Regions from separate parts of the Mus musculus genome. Here region 1 is linked to region 2. Evidence: chromatin contacts called from public HiChIP or PLAC-seq data. All regions are on one chromosome and are shown on one strand. Each heading gives the region's core, a stretch centred on a gene start, on an enhancer-like site or on the middle of the called end of the contact. The rest is flanking DNA. Distances are from core to core; before and after follow the strand shown.

What was found. HiChIP or PLAC-seq counts read pairs in DNA pulled down with a chosen protein or histone mark.
Region 1: an HNF4G HiChIP or PLAC-seq map of pancreatic cancer cells shows a contact between it and region 2. The contact joins two enhancer-like sites. A contact is called at or near these places in 2 of 15 datasets of contacts at CTCF or cohesin (the NIH/3T3 cell line and large pre-B cells), 8 of 484 Hi-C or Micro-C datasets (2-cell embryo, the CH12 cell line, the G1E-ER4 cell line and 5 more), 6 of 115 datasets of contacts at active chromatin or transcription factors (T-cell acute lymphoblastic leukemia, cardiomyocytes, embryonic basal ganglia and 3 more) and 3 of 9 other capture datasets (adipose tissue, liver and pancreatic islet).

What each region holds. Positions count from the first base shown.
Region 1 is chr6:91,727,374-91,732,393 of GRCm38.p6, forward strand. The region is part of intron 5 of Slc6a6 (solute carrier family 6 (neurotransmitter transporter, taurine), member 6); the gene reads left to right. Among named protein-coding and RNA genes, the nearest start is that of Gm44981, 8.0 kb to the left of the region's middle. Within about 2 kb of position 2,013, at least 157 of the 459 cell types and tissues checked have an H3K27ac peak or open chromatin away from gene starts, as enhancers often do. A contact at or near this core is called in pancreatic cancer cells, where this site is marked.
Region 2 is chr6:91,556,933-91,561,983 of GRCm38.p6, forward strand. No RefSeq gene overlaps it. Among named protein-coding and RNA genes, the nearest start is that of Lsm3, 43 kb to the left of the region's middle. Within about 2 kb of position 2,624, at least 27 of the 459 cell types and tissues checked have an H3K27ac peak or open chromatin away from gene starts, as enhancers often do. A contact at or near this core is called in pancreatic cancer cells, where this site is marked.

The sequences.
Region 1 (5,020 bases), core at 763-3,262, 170 kb after region 2:
TTCCACTAGCAAACAAAGGGAGTGTTAAAAGCATGGTCCCCAACCCTGTTCCCCACCCTTCAGATAGTTGAGTTTTTGAACAAAGGAATGTTGGCATTTCATTCTTTTCCCTTGAAGGGGCCCAAGGCCACAAGCCTTGGCCTTTCTGTACTGTTCTTGGCATGGCTTGGACACCGGGGCTGCCCCTCCCAGGCCTCTGGCACCTGGCCAGCTTCTGAGGTGTCTGCTGAACCTCATTACCTTCTGACTTTGAACTTGTGTTCTATCACTTCTGTCTTGGGCAGATGTGGTCTCTTCTCTGGGCCTCAGTGTCCTTTACTTGGGATGGTCACAGTATGTCCTAGGGATCATCCTGCAGCCCTACATGGCCACCCTGAAAAGCTGCTCCTTCACCTCAGGGTATTGTGCATGTCATGTCATCATTGTGATTAAACATCCTTTCTGGGGCATTTAGAATCTGTATGTAACCCCTCAAATCCCCACAGGCTCTGGTGACAAGGGAGTCACATTCTTTTCACCTTTGCCTGGTACCTGCTATTATGACATGAAGGTCTTGGAAGACTTAAGCTCAGCGCTCTGCTCAGACATCCCCAGCCCGAGTCCACTCTAGCACCCCTGTGTTGTAGAAGCCCCATGGCTTTCGTTCCTCATCAGGAAAACAGAGACAAAACCATTTCAGGAAAACCCCTGGTTCTCCAGGCTCTTGTGCAGGCTCCTCTGTGGTGCCCGTGGGTATGCTTTGCTTTCATGAGGGCTGACTTCTGCCCACACTGGGCCTGCACAGGCTCTGGACCTGACTTTGAATTCTAGAAGAACCTCTAAGCATTCCTTAGCATGAGCCTGGGATCCAGCGAGCAGAGCTACTGAGCAAGCTGAGGTGAAGACCTGGCCAGCTTCTTGCTGATCCTGTGTGCAGACGCGGTCAGTGGGCAGAAGCATCAGCAAATCTGTGGGGCTTCCTGCTCCCAAGAACCTACCCTTGTGTTGGGTTTGAAACAGTGGAAAAGAAGGCAAAAGGGTGAGAGCAATGAACTATTTTGATGCAGAGGCTCCTGCTTCCTTTTCTTTTCCTTCTCCTCTTCTTCATTTGATTTATTTTAGGAGGGCTGGGGTAAGCACATCAGGACATGCGTGCCGGTCAAAGGACAAGGACTATCGACTCAGTTCTCTTCTCACACTTTTTACACGAGTCTCAGGGACTGAACTCGGGTTGTTAGATTTAAAGGCAAGTGCTTTTTCCCAGTCAGCCCTCTAGCTAGCATCTGAGATTTCTTAAGTAGGTGAAAGAGCAAGGCATTGTGGGAAACTCTCACATTTCATATGCAGTTCACTGGCCCTCCATCATGCATGGCAGGATCCAGCCACTCTCCCTGTGCACACCGCACCCCTTGATGAACCCTATATTGCAGGTAAAGGACACTCGTTGGCTTCTTGCTTGCTCTCTGCCTTGTCCTTGAAACTCTCTCGCATCCCTGCTAAAGAGCCTCACCTGTCTTCCCCACGTTGTGATCTTGCCCTGCCAGGGAGGAGTAGGTGAGGGCAGTGCTGCTCACTGAGCCTGGCCCAGGTTCCGGCAGCTTTCCCTTGTGTCTTTTGCAGATCTTAAGGTCTGGCAGCCAAAGAGGGGTAACAGGCTTGGTGGGAGCAGAGTGCCCCCTCCCCCAGTTTCTAATCACTGGATGACTGTCAGCCACCCTGCCGCCCCTCCCATCTGCTGGTTACCAAGGAGGCAGGAAGACCTCAGAGGGGAACTCCCCTCCCCAGTGTGGCTTAAGTGTGGCTCCCACACGTCCCAGCCCTCTGATGTCAGGGCAGTTGGAATGCCAAGCCTCAGTCTCCTCCTGCTCTGTGAGCCAGAGTTAGCTCAGCCCCAACACTCACATCTGCTCTCTGGCATTCAGGAACCTGGATGAGTTTTGGTTTTAGGGTTCTGGGGAGCCAGCATGGACACAGGTCCACTCTTAGTGAACCTTTGGTCTGTGTTCCACCCCTCATCCCACACCGTGATACAGGGCAGGCCCTGGAGCTGAGTCCATGGTCACAGGTCACATGGTGCACTGCTGCCTATGTGCATGCACGTCTGTGTTTCCTCAGTCTCTGGTCAGGCATGGACTCCTGTATCAGGGGTCTGTATCATAGACTGACCCTGCCATACTTACCTGCCTGTAAAGCCAGGAACAGCCTCAGCTCAGATTCCCACGAGAAGTCAGGAGGCTCCAGAGACTGACATTTTATGCTGACATTAGGGTACGTTTAGTGGCTACATGGTGGGGTCACAGAGCTTCTGCCCCTGTGGCCCCATCCCACACTGGTCCTCACCCTCTGAGGTCACCTCTGTCTCTAAAACTCCTGCTTCCCTCACAGGCCTTAGAGGACAGGCGGGGCCAGGTCTGGCCAAAAGCCCTTCAGCAGGCTGGAGCCAGGCCTTCCTCAGAGGCTCCTGCAGAGCCCCCTGGGAGCCCAGCATGGATCATTAGATTCTATTAGAATCAAAGAAATGAGTCATATTTGCAAACAAACCCTGCTCAGCCAATCTTCCTCCATAGCTGTCGGAAGGAGGAGGTGGTGCGGGAAGGGCCGTGTGGGGGCCCCATGCTCAGGCGGACGGACGGCCCTTTTATAATTGTTCCCTCTGCCAGTCTCCAGGGGACTGCTGCAGCCAATAAACGGCTGGCCTGCTGTCAAAAGGAAACGATTTGGCCCACTCCGAGGGCGAATTTACATCTCCAAGTGCTGACTGGACGGCAGCAGGGCAGCCGGCTGCAAACACATGTCCAGCCCAGCCACTCCTTTTTAGTTCCCGTCCTGGCAAGATGTAGCCCTTTTTTTCTTGGAAAAGATCTGCAGCTTACCTCTGGAAGATAGTGAGGAGCCCAAGCCTGCAAGTCCTGGCTTGAGGCACACTGGGGACATCAGAAAGAAAGGAGCCAGCTCCAGGCTTGATGACTGACTGCCTAGGGTCAATGAGAGGCTGAGCCTCAGTTTTCCCCAGCTACCAAATGGCTCTAATGAATTCCCTCACCTAATGTCAGGTGAGCTCCTTCATGTGCCAGGTGCTGTGGTTGGGACAGATGCAGGTCCTGTGTACACAGAGCTAGCTTGGTAGTAGACAGACATGTTAACCATTCAGAAAGTACAATCCTAATGGAAAAGCTCTCACTGCAGAACTAGTGCTAGGGAAGGGGACTGCTGGGGTGCTCTTGATGGAGGGTGTCCTGGGGAGCGGTGCCTCAGTGAGAGCCCTGGAAAGAGGCTGTCTGTGAATGGTGGAATTGTGCAGCTGAGGAAGCCACTAGTTCCACAGTTCAGGGACCACACACAACCCCCTGAGGAAGACGTCAGGGGGCAGATGAGGGAGAGAGGCAGACAGCTGTACACCCACGTTGTCTGGCTTCCTGTGTTTGCTGTCCGAGTCTTCTTGTTAAGTACTTTCCACATTCTTTCAAGCATATAGCTTTGAGTGGAAGGTAACAGGGACTGGTTAGGATGGAGGTGGGAAGAGGTGGAGCCAAGGGGCATGTGAGCTGGCACTGCAGATTCTGTGGGGTCCCTCTGACAAGCGTGGAGGACGATATAGCAGGGAGGCTGGGAAGGAGTTACTGTAGTGGGTTGGGGATGTGGTAGGGCCTGAGCAGGGCATTGTGGGAGAATGTAGGAGGCACCTGAGAGTGCCCTGTGGCAGCGATCCCTCATGCACAGCACCACACAGTTTACTGAGCCCTGTGCTCAAAGCTGCGAGAAGGCCCAGGGGAATCCATGAGTCCCCCTTGTTGGGAAGCAACAGAGAGAGCACTAGGGGAGGGTCCCTGCTGGCATTCAGGTGGCTGGCTACTCAGCTCAGCTCTGCCTAGGGCTTTGCCAGAGCCCGACAGGACAGTTTGTGACCCTGGTGTGCTATGTAAAACCTGAGGACAGACCTGTATTATTTCAGTATTGCATAAATTTAGGAAGAGGCAAGAGGATCAACCATTTAAGGCCATCCTGAGCTACATGAGACCCTGTCTCAAAACAAACAAAAAAACCACCACCACCACCACCATCAAACTGTTTAAATATGTTTAAATATGTCCGTAAAGCTATATCACAAATAAACAGCAAGAGAGCTGCCTTTATTGCTGAGTCCCTCTCCCTGGGTGATGCTTACTTGCTGGTATATGTTCAATTTCTATCACAATGGCCATCCTGTGCAGATGTACCCTACTCTGCTGGCTCCCTCTGTCCCCCAGGGTGTTATATTGCTTTATCAGCACATCAAGAACTTGACACTGGTCTGTTGGCCATGTGGCATTCCAGTGTGCCTGCCCCAAAGCTTTCTGTACCCTGCAGAGGGGCACTTTGGTGCATACTCTGTCTATGAGCCCCCATGCTGGAAGAATAATAGAAGATGGTCTTGGAAATGGAGTTATCGAGTCAGGGAAATGTACCTTCAAATGTCACTCGATGTCATCATGGGTGTCATCATGAGTCCTATAGGGACTGTCCCCAGCAGCAGAGGAACAGAGGACTTACATGCTCATCTTAGCTGCCCAGAGCTAGTCTGCATGATGGTGCCTTGCAGGGTGAGCACTGTTGGGCAGCTGGCTTGCCTAGCAGGGTGGGAGAATGGATAGCAAGGTGGTTGTGTTCTGGATGGGGCTGTCAGGACCAGGAAGATCTGGCTTTAGAGTTTTGAGCTTCTTGAAGGATTGCCCCAAAGAACAGAGACATGGTTTCATGGCCAAACATCAACTGAATAAATGGCTGTCAGCATGTTGTCCATGGAGTGGTCGGAGCCGGTGGGAAGAGAGCAGGCTTCAGCAAGTCACCCGGAGCATCATCAGCAGTGGAGGGCAGGCCAGGGAGAGGGCTGTGTGTGAGGGTGTGGAATAGGGCTACATTTTTCTCCCCTGATGTGGCCCATTCACAGAGAGCACGTGGGCTGTTTCTCCCCGCGCTTTGAGCTTCTGTGGCTGGCACCCAAGTGCTGAACGTTAAATGGGAAGGGCTTTTTGTTCTGTGGTGCGTGCTGCCAGGTCTCAGC
Region 2 (5,051 bases), core at 1,374-3,873:
GGTTGAGGTGGCATAAGGTGCGCTGCAGTTCTGATTGTCCAGTATACAGTAAGTCACCACATTCACACCCACTGATGGGGAAAGGACAGAGTGAGTCTCATGTAGCCTAGGCTGGCTCAAACTTACTATATAGTAAGCAGATGCTCCCTGAAAATGATGGAGGCTAACTGATCATGCTCTCAAATGTGCTTAGCCAGGGTACCAGACATGCAATGCTCACTAAGGTCAGAGTTAGGTCAGAGGCAGGAGATCCTGGTGGGGATTGTGGTCACTGGAAGGGTTCCCTTGTTACTAGAGTAGGCAGCTCCTGTACACTGAGATGTATTGAGGTATGCTGGCCCTTCTGAGATGTACCTTGTCCTTGCAGACTTTTTTTTTTTTCACTTTTGTTTTTTGTTTTTTGAGACAGAGTTTCTCTGTGTAGCCCTGGCTGTCCTGGAACTCACTCTATAGACCAGGCTGGCTTTGAACTCAGAGATCTACCTTCCTTTGCTTCCTGAGTGCTGGGATTAAAGGCGTGCACCACCACCACCACCCGGCTTCCTTGTAGACATTTTGACCCCTGCTCCTAGGGCATTGCTGGTTACACACGGGTACTCATTTTTGCCTTCAGCATGTCCTGATGTTAGGATGTTGAGCAGGATGCCATCTTGTGAACCTCTCCATTTATGTCTGTTCTAAGTGTTTGCTACCAACTAGACTGTCAATTCCCTCCTATGCCCTACAGTCTTCCATCCAGATTCAGAGCCTGTGTGGCACCCAAGACAACTTAAAATGTGTCTGTGGGTGTCTGTGTAGCCTCTCTTGCCTTTTTTTTTTTTAAAACAGAGTCTCATGTAGCCTAGGCTGGCTCAAAGTTACTATATAGTCAAGAACACCCTTAAACTGATCTGTCTGCCTCCACCTTGCAATGTTGGAACACCAGGCACACACCCCCTCACCCTGCTTCATCTGTGTTAACCCAGGTGTGCCGGGGCTCTCCAGCCTGTTTGTTCTTTACAGTTACGAGCAGTTCTCATCTCTCACTGGTTTCTTATAGGGCTACAAAAATGGAAAGGTACGTCTGAGGATGTGAGTGCAGAATTTTGAAAGCCAAATTGTAACTAAATTCCTAAGAAACTAGCCAGGATCCAAAACTGTTTTTTATAGCTGCTTCATTTAACCTGAGTGGTCTGAAATTTCTTACAGTAGATAGATTTGGGGGTGGGAGGACATCTCCCTTAATTCTTTTATTTTGTAGAACGAGAGAGGTTTAGATATAGATCATGAAAAGCAATAGGAATATTTACTTAGACAAGATGGTCATTCTACAATACACAAAAGGTCCCTTGTATAATAGAAAGAATATGTAAATTTAAAAGGGGGACGGGCAGGAGTGGCATGGTGGTGCATACCTTTAATCTGAGCCTGGGCTACATAGAGAATTTCAGGCCAGTCAGGGTTACACAGTAAGAGCCTGTCTTAAACAATAATACAGTAATTTTTAAAAAGAAAGGAACTACCTTTCCCTCCCTTTTTCTTCATCTCATATGTATATGTGGTATGTAGTGTGTGTGTTCACATGTGTGTGGGAGCATGTATATGCACATGCATGTGGAGGTCCAAAGTTGATGTTGTACATCTTCCTCAACCACTCTTTACCTTACTCTTTGAGGTAGAACCTTTCAATTAAACTAGAGCTTGCTGATATGGCTAGTCTCACTAGCAGCTTGCTCCAGGGAGCCCATCTCCAGTGTTAGAATTTGTGGAGGGCCGTCTGGTATTTACATGGGTCCTCTTGCATACATAGCAAATATTTTAACTGCTGAGCCAAATATTTTAACTGCTGGGCCATCTCTCTGGCTCACTCCCTGCATCCCCCTCCCCCAGTGGGCTTAGGAATCTAACCCAGTGTGTCAAGTAGGTTAGGCAACTGCTCTACCAATGAACCTTTGTTATTTATTAAATTTTTAAGGCAGGGTCTTGCTATGAAGCCCAGGCTGGCCTTGAACTCAGTGATGTCAGTCTCTCTTTAATCACAGCCACAGAGCTCTTCAGGAACATCCATTGTAATGTATGAGGGGGAGACAGCTGCAGGTCAGCTACAGGCTGCGGACTTAGTAACAACCCTGAGTGTGGTGCACACAAAGCCTCTTGCTCACAAATGCAACAGTCCTGCCAGGCTTTTTGGTGCCCGAGTTATGCTGGCTTCATGTAAGGAATCTGGAAGCTTCTCTTCTTCTCTGTGCTGAGGTGTTTTAAACAGTGCTGAGCCTGCATTTCCCTACAGATTCACTTGGGCTCGGTCACCAGCCCAAGCATCTCCCCTTGGAGACATGTTTTATTAAGATCCTGCCACTCATGTTGACAGATGTGCCCATCACCCCTAGCAAACTCCTCATGCTCTATTGTGGTCTGTCCCTACCCACTCCATCCCCAGCTCCCCCAAGCACCATCCTTCATTAGTTTGCATGGTTTAGCATTTCATGTAAATAGAATCAAATAGTATGCAGTTTCTTCTTCTGGCATTTTCCACACAGCATACAGGATTTGAATGGAACCATTGTCATATACATGGTTAGTCATTGACCAAAATGTCATATTAGGCAAGTGTCTAACCACTGTGGGGTTTACTCATGCTGTGTGCATTGAGCTCATTCATTTCTCTTGCTGACGTGATCCGTGGCATCTGCACTGTGCACGCCGCCATCTGTCTTGCTTTCACCAGCTGAGAGACACTTGAGTTCTTTGGGGTTCTGTGCTTTTGAAGATAAAGTCACTATAAACCTAATGTGTTGAAGTCTTTATGTCAGCTCTTTTTTTTTTCTCCCTGTGACAGGGTCTTATGTAGCCCAGGCTGGCCTTGTATTTGTCACCTAGCTAAGAATAATATTGAACCTCCAATTTCTGCCTCCAACATCTGATGTACTGGGATGGTGGCGGGCATGTACCACCACTCACCGTTAGACTTTTTTCTCTTGATAAACACTAAAGAAGCAGAAAAGTCAGACCACATGAGGGGGACATTTAATCTCTTAAGAAACTGCCATGCTTTCCAAAGTAGCCAATCCATCTTACAACCCACCAGTGCTCTACAAGCCATCCTGGGTTTGCTTTATTTCTTTGAATGGCTGTAGTTTGACAATGTTCTCAATCTCTTCTTATCCTGAGCTAGGTTGTCAGGCCAAAAGACTCTCAGACAAAGCTTAGACACCTATGTGCCCTTGCAAGGATAGGTGTGGAAAATACATATGGAAGGTTCAGGGTTCTCCGGACACAGAGCCCAGACCATGGCACAGCCAGTGGAGCCAATGAGTTTAGCAGAGAAACATGTCCCAAGTTTCTAGTGAATCTTACCCTGATACAGGCTAGGGACATGGCTGGGGATTCACCGCCAAGCATTTCAGATGAAGAAAGCAGGGCCTCCCTTGGCTGACTTGGCCAGGATTATACATCAACCAAAGACAGCATACCTGGGCCCTTGGCTGCTGCCCAGGGTTCTTTCCACTGTGCTAGGTGATCACAAGGAACTCATAGTAGGTTGGGTGGTGGCACCTCAGGAAAGATGCGTGCCACCAATCATTCATTTATTTTTTTATCAGACTCCATAATGAGGTTGTCCCACTATGGGGAAGGAGCAGGCACCTGGGTCTAGTTCCACTTTGCGTGACTTTGGCCTCTGTCTGCTCAGTTACTTGAGAGATATTTGGAAAGAGAATGTGAACAGTACATCAGACATTATCCTAACTAAGGGGGAAACCAAAATGAGAACAACAGTGCCCACCATCATGGATTTTTTTCTTTTGATGTTCTCATAGTGCTAGGGATTAAGTCCGAGGCCTTGTGTGTGCCAGGCAAGCAGTTGACCACCAAAATTCACCCCCAGGTCCCTCAAGAGATTTCACATCCTCACTCACGCTATGGGGGAAACTGTTCATCTATACACCTAGCCTTCCCTCTTTACGCCTACAGAGTCAACCAAATGGAAATCAAACATGTGCCAGAGAGAAGTGCACCTGGCTGGGCAGACCTGGTTCTCACCTGCAATCCCAACATTCCTGAGGCTAAGACAGGAGGATGGCTATGCAGTCTTGAGGCCAGCCTGGGCTATATTATTGGTTTGAGACTGAGCTGGGTTACACCTAGAAAAAAAAATGTTGTTTAGTACTAAACAAGTATAGCCTTCCCCCATCCCCACATTGTCCCCTGGGGTTGGGTATATGGTCACAGCACTATAATAGCACTCACACTGTCTTAATGGCTCAAAGCACAGCCACTCTAATATCAGTGACACATTTGGGATGTGCTGGCAGAGTTCTGTTGTGTGATCATCGTGGTTTGTCCTCATGCAGATGGCCAGCTCACTAGGTGACATGACCTCATGGGACAACAGTCATATGTGGAGGGTGTTAATGGAAGTGCCATTACCGGGGACACTGACTCTATGGGAGGACATGCGTGGACTGCACCCTAACACCCTGAATTTTATACTTTATACAAGGGGCTTGCGCAGCAACAGATTTGCTACCTGTTGTAGTGGAGAGATGCTGAGATCAACCTCCGACAGGTGCCGAGTGCTAAGGACAACAGCACCTTCTAGGGTTTCTGGAAGAAAGAAACAAACATTCATAGAGAGTCCCTGTATATCACAGATACACAATAGCCATGATGATGAAGAGAGCCAGAGTCTTGAGAAACTTGCTCCCTTAGCTTAGACTAGTCTATGTGTGGACAGTGTGTCCTGAGGCTCCAGCACACGAGCTTACTGGAGAGTCATGACCTCAGGTTTGAGGCAGGCATGGCAGCACTCACCTCTGATTCCAATGCTCAAGCTGAGTCAGGAAGATTACGAGTTTGTCAGCCTGAGGGGCTACAGAGAATGTAAATAAACTCTGAGGTTTAAATTTCAGTTCTAATATTTATCAGCTTCTTGAGTAAGTCTCTTTTTCTTTATAGCTCAGCCTCCCCATTTGTCAAACTAGACCTGACTCTTGTCTCGTTGAGGATGACATCACTTCAATTTCCCGCCTCTCCCCTTCCATGCTCCTTAGTGATACCTCCTCATTAAGATG